3 separate regions of the Pan troglodytes genome follow, and regions 2 and 3 are each linked to region 1. Evidence: chromatin contacts called from public Hi-C data. All regions are on one chromosome and are shown on one strand. The core of a region is the stretch at or near the end of the contact, and the rest is flanking DNA. Distances in the headings are between cores, read along the strand shown.

Evidence for each region. Hi-C and Micro-C count contacts between places; a contact is called where the count stands out from the background.
Region 2: a Hi-C map of stem cell-derived neural progenitor cells shows a contact between it and region 1, with 7 times the contacts expected there. The contact joins the promoter of MAP1B here to the enhancer-like site in region 1. A contact is called at or near these places in 1 of 7 Hi-C or Micro-C datasets (stem cell-derived neural progenitor cells), 1 of 1 datasets of contacts at active chromatin or transcription factors (stem cell-derived excitatory neurons) and 1 of 1 other capture datasets (stem cell-derived neural stem cells).
Region 3: a contact with region 1 is called in a Hi-C map of stem cell-derived neural progenitor cells, with 5 times the contacts expected there. The contact joins two enhancer-like sites. A contact is called at or near these places in 2 of 7 Hi-C or Micro-C datasets (induced pluripotent stem cells and stem cell-derived neural progenitor cells) and 1 of 1 datasets of contacts at active chromatin or transcription factors (stem cell-derived excitatory neurons).

What each region holds. Positions count from the first base shown.
Region 1 is chr4:44,262,742-44,265,441 of NHGRI_mPanTro3-v2.0_pri, forward strand. No RefSeq gene overlaps it. Among named protein-coding and RNA genes, the nearest start is that of CARTPT, 64 kb to the right of the region's middle. Within about 2 kb of position 1,285, at least 10 of the 24 cell types and tissues checked have an H3K27ac peak or open chromatin away from gene starts, as enhancers often do. A contact at or near this core is called in stem cell-derived neural progenitor cells and stem cell-derived neural stem cells, where this site is marked.
Region 2 is chr4:43,941,620-43,944,319 of NHGRI_mPanTro3-v2.0_pri, forward strand. MAP1B (microtubule associated protein 1B) reads right to left here and starts at 1,415. Exons shown (of 7, transcript NM_001194920.2): 1 at 963-1,415. The coding sequence starts at 1,146.
Region 3 is chr4:43,924,730-43,927,429 of NHGRI_mPanTro3-v2.0_pri, forward strand. All of the region lies in intron 2 of MAP1B (microtubule associated protein 1B), which reads right to left. Among named protein-coding and RNA genes, the nearest start is that of MAP1B, 17 kb to the right of the region's middle. Within about 2 kb of position 1,447, at least 4 of the 24 cell types and tissues checked have an H3K27ac peak or open chromatin away from gene starts, as enhancers often do. A contact at or near this core is called in stem cell-derived neural progenitor cells, where this site is marked.

The DNA of each region.
Region 1 (2,700 bases), core at 35-2,534:
CAATCCCCTCCTCATGGAGTTTACATTCCAATGAGAGAAAAACAGATGATACCCAGGCAAACAAGATACTTAGAGATCATTACAAGTGCGATAAAGGAATAAAACAGAGTGAGGAGTCAGGAGGCCTTGAGGCAGAGGGAGCCTCCTTACATCATGGGGTGAGAAAGGGCTGTCTGTGCTGAGTCCTGAGGAAAAAGAGCCAGCCAGTGAGGAGTTGAGGGAAGAGAGCTCAGGTGCAAAGAGCCTGAGGCAGAAATGGGCTTGGCAAGTTCTGGAAGGAGAAAGATGCCTGGAGGGTGACCAAGCAGGATAGGCCAGGGGAACAGAGCTCAGAGCTTGCAGGCCTGGGGAAGTTTGGATTCTGCACACGGTGTTGAGAGAAGCCACAGGACATGACACAGCGCTGAGTCCCCAGTGAACACTAAACGACTACCACATCTCTATACCTGGGTGCCTCTCTGCACACCAAGCTACCTGGAACCACTGAGCACTGCCTCCGGGGTGCCCCGTTACCCCCAAAATTGCTGTTCTAGTAGGGTGCCGGGGAAAACCTCATGGGCCTGGAGTCAGATGGTCTGAGTTTCAATCCCTACTCTTCTGATCACACGTCGAATGACTTTAGGCAAATTATTGAACCTAAGCTTCAGTTTTCTAGCCTGAAAAAAGTACATCATAAAGGACATATCCCAGATTACTGTAAGGGTTAAATGAGCGGATAGGTACCACATGCTCAGTCGTTCTTATGTTGTGGTGGTGATGTTTATTAATCGTGCTAGGAGTTCAGCCCTGAAGTGTAAACACTTCCTAGCAGAACGTGCTGTAATTTCTGGCATCAGCTATACCGTTTTCTGGGCTAAGAGCAACAGATCAGTGAAAAGGGTCTGAAAAGAAGGAAAAAAAACGGTATGATACAACACGTCTACTATTTCCCAAATAACATGACCTCTACTTTCTATTTTTTATGCAACACGCTGGAAAGTTCTAATGCATTCAAAATCCCTCTCCGAGCTCTCTCTGGTTTCTTATTAGCATATGTCCAGAGACAACATCAGTCGTGCGACCCTCTGAGGAGAATCGATGACTGAAAATGTAGCGCGCCATGACCAGAAACTCAATTCCCGGCCAGATGAAAAAAGAAGCCCATTTAACCCAAGGAATGCCAAGGCCAGGGTTTCTGTTCAGATTTCCTGAGAAACGAGTTACATGGAAACGCCGAGACGGAGGCCTCCATCCCCACGCCGAGCATGTCTTTTCTTTGGTGCGCTAAGGAACCCATTAAGAACCAAGCCCTGGCGCCATCTCCTGGCAGTCTCGAAAACTGAAAAGCAGACGTTTAACACAAGGGACCCCTCCCTCTCCTTGACAGAAATTAAGTTCGGGGGAAAAAAACGTAATTTCATGGGAACTTCTGTGTTTTCAACCTCCTGTTAAATATTTGAATCGAGAAGAGCAGATGGTAGCAGTCTCAGCCATTTACAGTCCCCACAAGGGACTGTCCCTGCTATACCGCCACTTTCTTTGTTTCTGTAAGAGCTTGTCACTCAACAGAGGTACCAGAGATCAGAGCCAGCACATTTATCTGCAGTAGCTGGTGCTTGGCCCCACTCCCACAAGTGCACCCAGCATTACCTGAGGATAGTCCTCTGCCCAAATTAACATCTTCAAATACATCTACTTTCTCAAAATACTTTACACAAAGAAAGCATGCATGAAATCTGCCTTCAAAGAGGTGGGCTCCAAACTCACTGCAAAGCTGCAAGCCCAAGTTCACCTCAGTACCCAGAATCTCATGATAAGGATCAGTTTGGGGTCTTGCTCTCCCTAGGGAAAGACCAGGTAGCACCTTTGCCTTCACAGCCACTTTCACTTTCCAAGGCTTTGCCTGGCCCGGGGAGTTTCCGCAGTTAGCGTTCAGCTTCATACTCACCATAAAGCCAGGTAACTTGGCATCATTAGACACAGAGCCTGAAATGACTAGAAAAAATAAATCTGCAGGGTTGCTGACCAAGGAGTGAACCAAAATCCCCAGGAATTTGGTCTTATTCCTCTGGAAGGACAAGCAGAGTGGTTTTGAAAACAGGGAAGCCATTGGTTGGGCTGGTTCCTCCCTGCTTTACTCAGGGATATATATTTACTTATTTAAAATGCATTGAGCCCTTTCTGCTTGGCAGATAATGTAAAAAGCACTTTACCAGCAGTTCTTTATTTAATCTCAACAACAACCCATACAACTGGTATCATTTTTATTTCCATTTAACAGATAGAAAACAGAGAGAACTTTACATAACTTGCCCAAGATCTTAGAGCAAATAAATGGTAGAGGCAGGATTCAAGTTTATGCATCCTGATTCTTCTTAACCACATAAGAAAGTATCTCTCAGAGACCCAGGACTTGGGATTTTCATCGGCACTGCTGAAAACACAGCCACTCCTCATGTTTGTAGGATGAATGAAATGGGATAATTTTCCCTAAATAAAAAAGGTGCCCTCCATAGCCCTTCGAATGTGTGTGTGTGGTGGGGGAGGAGGAGATGCAGTAGCATCTGGCCCCGAATTTTAGTCCTTCCTGAACAGCATATACCCCATGTAAATTCTTTCCCCTGAGTCTTCACACACTTGATCCAGTTACTGAACCGTAGTCCTCATCCCCAGCCCATTTTTTAGGACCTTGTCCTTAATTTTCTCATATCACTCATGCCT
Region 2 (2,700 bases), core at 165-2,664, 320 kb before region 1:
TGGCGGGCGGTCCGGAGGCACTGCGGCAGCTCGGGTGGGGCTGGGGGCGGGTCTCTCTGTGCGCCCGAGGCTGTGCCCGCCGGACTCTCACGGCCCCGCCCGGGGTCCCCGGCGTACCGCTATTCGGCCTCCGCAGAGCGCGCCACTGGTGCGAGCACCGGGCGAGGAGCTGACCCTACCCGCTGACGTCTCCCTCACCGACCCCCTTCAAGCTACCACTCCCGAGGCTGGGACTTCTAAAAGCAGCAGCCCCACCCCGCAACTTGGGGTCCCATTGTCCTTTCTGAGAGCTGCAGCCAAGGCCCCAAGGGCGGTAGCGAGGCGGGCTCTGTCTGGTGGCGAAGCGCAGGCGGTTCTGCATCCCAGCATCTCCCCGGGGAGGGGGGGGCGGGGGGAGCGGGCGTGGCCCTAGGACTAGCCTAGTCATTCTGAGGAAAGAATGGATCGGGAGGTTTGAAATCAGAAAAGGCGTTTCTCAGGGGCTGAGGTAGCCGTGGTGAGGATGAATCCCACGCGGGCCCTGGCACATGGGCTTCGGCCCCAGGTCTGCGATGGTGGGGGTCCCAGCCTTTTCCTGAGGCCAGAAGAGGACTGAAAGGAGTGGTTGCATCAGGTCTCCCCCACCCTTCTGCCTCCTGCGGTTGCGGCTTTATTGTGGCCTCTGCTCCCCTGACACCTGCATTTCACTTAGCGGGAGAGGCGGTGGCCAACTCAGCACAGGCTGCGGACTCAGCGTGGTGACAGATCCCTCAAGGTTATTGGAGACTCTCCCTCTGGGTCTCATATCTAATAATTCGGATTATTCTTAATTAGCCCAGAAAGGGTCTGGACAAGTATGAGAGGTGACGAGGAGAGGCATGGGTGCGGGGCGCGCGGGAGGAGCGCAGTGACCGTCGCGCCCTGGGTGGGGTCGTGTTTGCGCGTCTGCCAGCGCGCGTCTCTGGGGGCGCGGGGCCACTTACCGAGCTCGATGTTGCCGATGGCACGCCGCAGGTGCTCCTCGGTCACGATCTCGCCGACGACCACCAGCAAGTAGAACTTGCTGTCAAGGAAGCGGTGCGACAGGCTAGGCGAGGTGGACGCCGCCGGGTTGGCGATGCTGCCGGATGGCTCCGGCTCGGTGGCTTCCACCACCACGGTCGCCATCCTGCCGGCTGCTGTGCCTCGGCGAAGTGTCTCGCTCCGGCCGCTCCTCTCCTCTGCGGCAGGAGAAAGGATTATCTCCGAAGGTGCTGTCTCCGCTCCGCCCCCTGCGTCCCCCCTCCTCTGGCGCCGCGCGCCGCCTCCCCCTCCGCCCTCTCCCAGCGCCGCGGAGAGTGCGCGGCGGAGAGGAGCGGGGAGTGAGAGAGGGCGGGGAGGCGGCGCCGCTTTTATATGGAGACTAGGCAGGGAGCCGGGAGGAGGAGGAAGAGGAGGAGGAAAGGACCACCCGGCACATCCTCACGCGGTGGCTGCCTCCGCTCTTCCAGCCGTTGGCCCGGGGCTGATGTCATCTGCAGCAAATCATCTCGCCCGCGGCCCGGAAGCTGGAGGGACGAGGTGTGCGGACAATGGTCGGGGCAGGGCCGCGAGCCAAGGGGCTGGGGCGCCCGCTGAGCTCCTGCTGCAGCCGTGAAGGGGGAAGACGCTCTCAACCTACACCACCCACCACGTACACACCCACTGCCCACTCCTCACCCTCACCCTGTCTGTGCATGGGAATGGGATGAGTTTCCATTTTCGGAGTGGGGGTCTTTTCTCTTGTTGGAGTTGCACTAGTCAGGCCTCTGCCTTGTGTGCTGTGTATGATGTAGCCAGGTTCTCAGGAACTGGGATAGCCACAGTGGGCAGATGCGGGGCTGTGGGTACCCCGCCTAGGAAGACGGAACCTGTCTTTTCTTTGACCTTGTGGCTTTAAGAAGACGAATTTACTGATATTTACCAATATCAATATTTACCACCTTCACTTAAAGAATACATCAAAAATGCAAAACTTAAGCCTACTATTGTTCAGGCCTTGGATTCTACTCTGGCAGGGCCAAGGATGAAAAAGTACTGGCTTTGTGGTGCTCATGGGAAATGAGAGAAATGCAGATGTATTATATTAGATACCAATTTCTTTCCTTAATGTGCTGAACAGATAGTATCAGTAATAACAAAGATTAAAGAGAAGATACTGTCTCTACCCAGCAGGGTTACAGTGACTATAATGTACTTTTCAGTTCCTTGGGGAACACACAAGCAAAATTACCTCGTGACAATGATGTCTTTTAAAATACATTTAGCATTGGGAATTTTTATTGCCTTTGTTTGTGTTTAGAAGAACTAAAAAATGTGTTTTTTGTTTTTGTTTTTTTGTTTTTTTTAAGGCAGCCTATTTACAACCGTTTCTCACAAACATACTGGATATAGCTTCTGTCCCAGAAAAGGGGAGGAGGGTGAGGAAAGAGCAAAATGTGCAAACATGGTATCATAGAAGACTGGGGAATTCGAGCTTTAAGGAAGAGGAATAGATGGAAATTAGTCAACATAGCTTTAATACTAGAATGCCTGTTAGTAAAATATAGATGATAGATAGATAGATAGATAATCACCTAGATATTCTTAAGATTTCCAAAGTAACCCAGTGTCTTAGGTGTTAGCTGCCATGACTTATTGGTCATGTACTCTTTGCTCTTATATCTTTGCTGACACCCTGGCATGGGAGACATGCTGGGCAGC
Region 3 (2,700 bases), core at 197-2,696, 340 kb before region 1:
TTCCATACTCAATTGTAAACAACTGAAGACAGGATTTACTTACAAGTCTTCTTATGGCCTGCAGAGCTAGGAACTGAACTGTGCCTTGCTGCAGGAACATAAATATTTAATGACAGATTGGCTGATAATAGGACACTAACAGGACACCTTCTAAAAGGAGATACCATATAAAATGAAAGGATTGTCTCCTTTATAATAGATGAGAACAGATAAGGTTTTCTCTCTCTCTCTTTCTCTCATGTATGCAAACACACACACACAAACACATATGCACATTATACTAAACTAACTACAAGGCACTTGAGCATCTTGTGGGGCTGCTGGAACTTCACACCAAATACCACTTTCAATTGAATTGCACCACCAAAAACTCCTAGTATTTGAGCTGGGAAACTATCTGGAATTCTAGATAAAAGAGCGGTTGCTACATCATCCCTAAACAGGCATTGAGCTCCATTAAAAAGAGGAAGAATTCTCTTAGGCAGTTTTCACATCTTTCACACATCAAAACTTCCAAGTGAGAGGTTTTTAAAAGGCACAAGAGACAACTGCTCAAAATGGCTCTGCACTAAGGAAGCATTGTTCGCCTGGGTTCCAGAACTTATTTGATCTTTAATTTTATTGCAATAAGGATAACTTCTCCAAATGTGACATTCCCATTGATGGATACACTTCAGGATCCAAAAAGCCACATCTATGTAGAGCAGTGTTCCTGGGGCCAGGTGCACTAAAAACGTGTTGCTCCCTCAGGGGAATAGTTGTTCCTTCCTCGCACTATCCACGTGAGAAGCCAACAAGAAATCTGAATTTGAGCCACAATGCTCAACAGTGGCGTGTTTACTCACAGCTCCCATTGAAAACCTGTTTTATTGAGAAAGAAACGGCCAGATTAATGGCAAAGTGCGTGTTTAGAGGACTTCCCTCTATGACAACAAAGACAGTCCTCAGGATGTTCATATTTCGTCTTAACCCCTCAGGAATGCAAGGCAGCAATTTTGAGAGGCAACCTCAGCTTGAGTGTTTCAAATGAGGTGCGGTACAACTGCAGAGAGGAGCCACATTCAATAAAACACTACCCTAGCTTTTCAATTTTCACTCCTAATTACATACTTTTATTTTTAAATCACATGTAGACGCTCTTGTTGCATTTTCTATAAGCATCAATTTCACCAGTCCTGACTATAGGCAATCCTTTAACCTAGAAGAGTTTATTAAAATAACATTATTATTGTCTTGTATTTATGTTAATTTCTCCAGTCCCTGTGGTGCACTAAGTGCGCTTCCCCAGAGTACCTCTTACTTTCTCACGTTTCTCTCAGACCAAGGAAATCTGACTTCACATGCAATAGAAATTACCCTTAGATCACAGCCGAGAAAACAAAAGGGGTAAGCCCTGGAGTATGATGTTTGGGGATACTTGATCGTTGCCTAGGTAGCATTTAATTAGTCCTGGGTTGCAGCTGGGAGTGGGGTGCTGGTACCTGGGTAACCTTTGTCATTGTGACTAAACCCATGGTTGAACAATCAAAATGCAATGCTTATTATACTCTCCATTTTCACCCCTTTCTTCTTTAGGAATTAGACACACACACTCTCTCTTTCTCTCTCTCTGACACATATACACAGTTCGCAAATTAAGAGAACTCTCACGCTGGGCAGGGTGACTCACACCTGTAATCTCAACACTTTGGGAAGCGGGGGCAGGAGGATCACTTGAGGCCAGGAGTTCAAGACCAGACTGGGCAACAGAGTGAGACTCCTTCTCTACAAAATAATTTAAAAACTAGCTGGGCATAGGCCGGGTGCGGTGGCTCACGCCTGTAATCCCAGCACTTTGGGAGGCCGAGGCGGGCAGATCACGAGGTCAGGAGATCGAGACCATCCTGGCTAACACAGTGAAACCCTGTCTCTACTAAAAATACAAAAAATTAGCCGGGCGTCGTGGCGGGCGCCTGTAGTCCCGCTACTCGGGAGCCTGAGGCAGGAGAATGGCGTGAACCTGGGAGGCATAGCTTGCAGTGAGCCGAGATCACGCCACTGCACTCCAGCCTGGGCGACAGAGTGAGACTCCATCTTCAAAAAAAACTAAAAAAAACCAAAAAAAACAAATTAGCTGGGCATAGTGGCAGGCTGGTAGTCCCAGCTATTTCAGAGGCTGAGACGAGAGGGTAGCTTCATCCCAGGAGGCAGAGACTGCAGTGAGCTGTAATTGCACCACTGCACTCCAGCCTGGGTGACAGAGGGGAGAACCTGTCTCAAAAACAAAAAGAGATTAAAAAAATAAAAAGAAACTCTCTTTGTTGAGAAACAGTGAATTTTAAAGCTGTGAATGACTTATTTTCCCAACAAAATTATAAACAGTGGGAAATACTTCATTCTTCCAAATATTCCCTTACAGTTGCTTTCTTATTAATAAGCACTCAAAAACATTACTTGGCACTTTTAAAGTGATCTATTAGTTTATGCTTTATTCTTCATCTTCCACCATTATTTCTAGTAGGCTACCATAGGTGCTGAACAAACTGCCCCAGAGGAAGACCAAAAAGCAGGCAGAAAAAGCAAAGAGACTGTGCTTGCTTGATGGTTTGCTGTTGCTGCATACTTAAAAAAAACCTTTAAAAAAAAACTCTACTAACAAAAATCATGAGCTCTCTTTGGTCTCTGGAGATGAAGACAAAAGCAGTGACACTCAGCATGAGG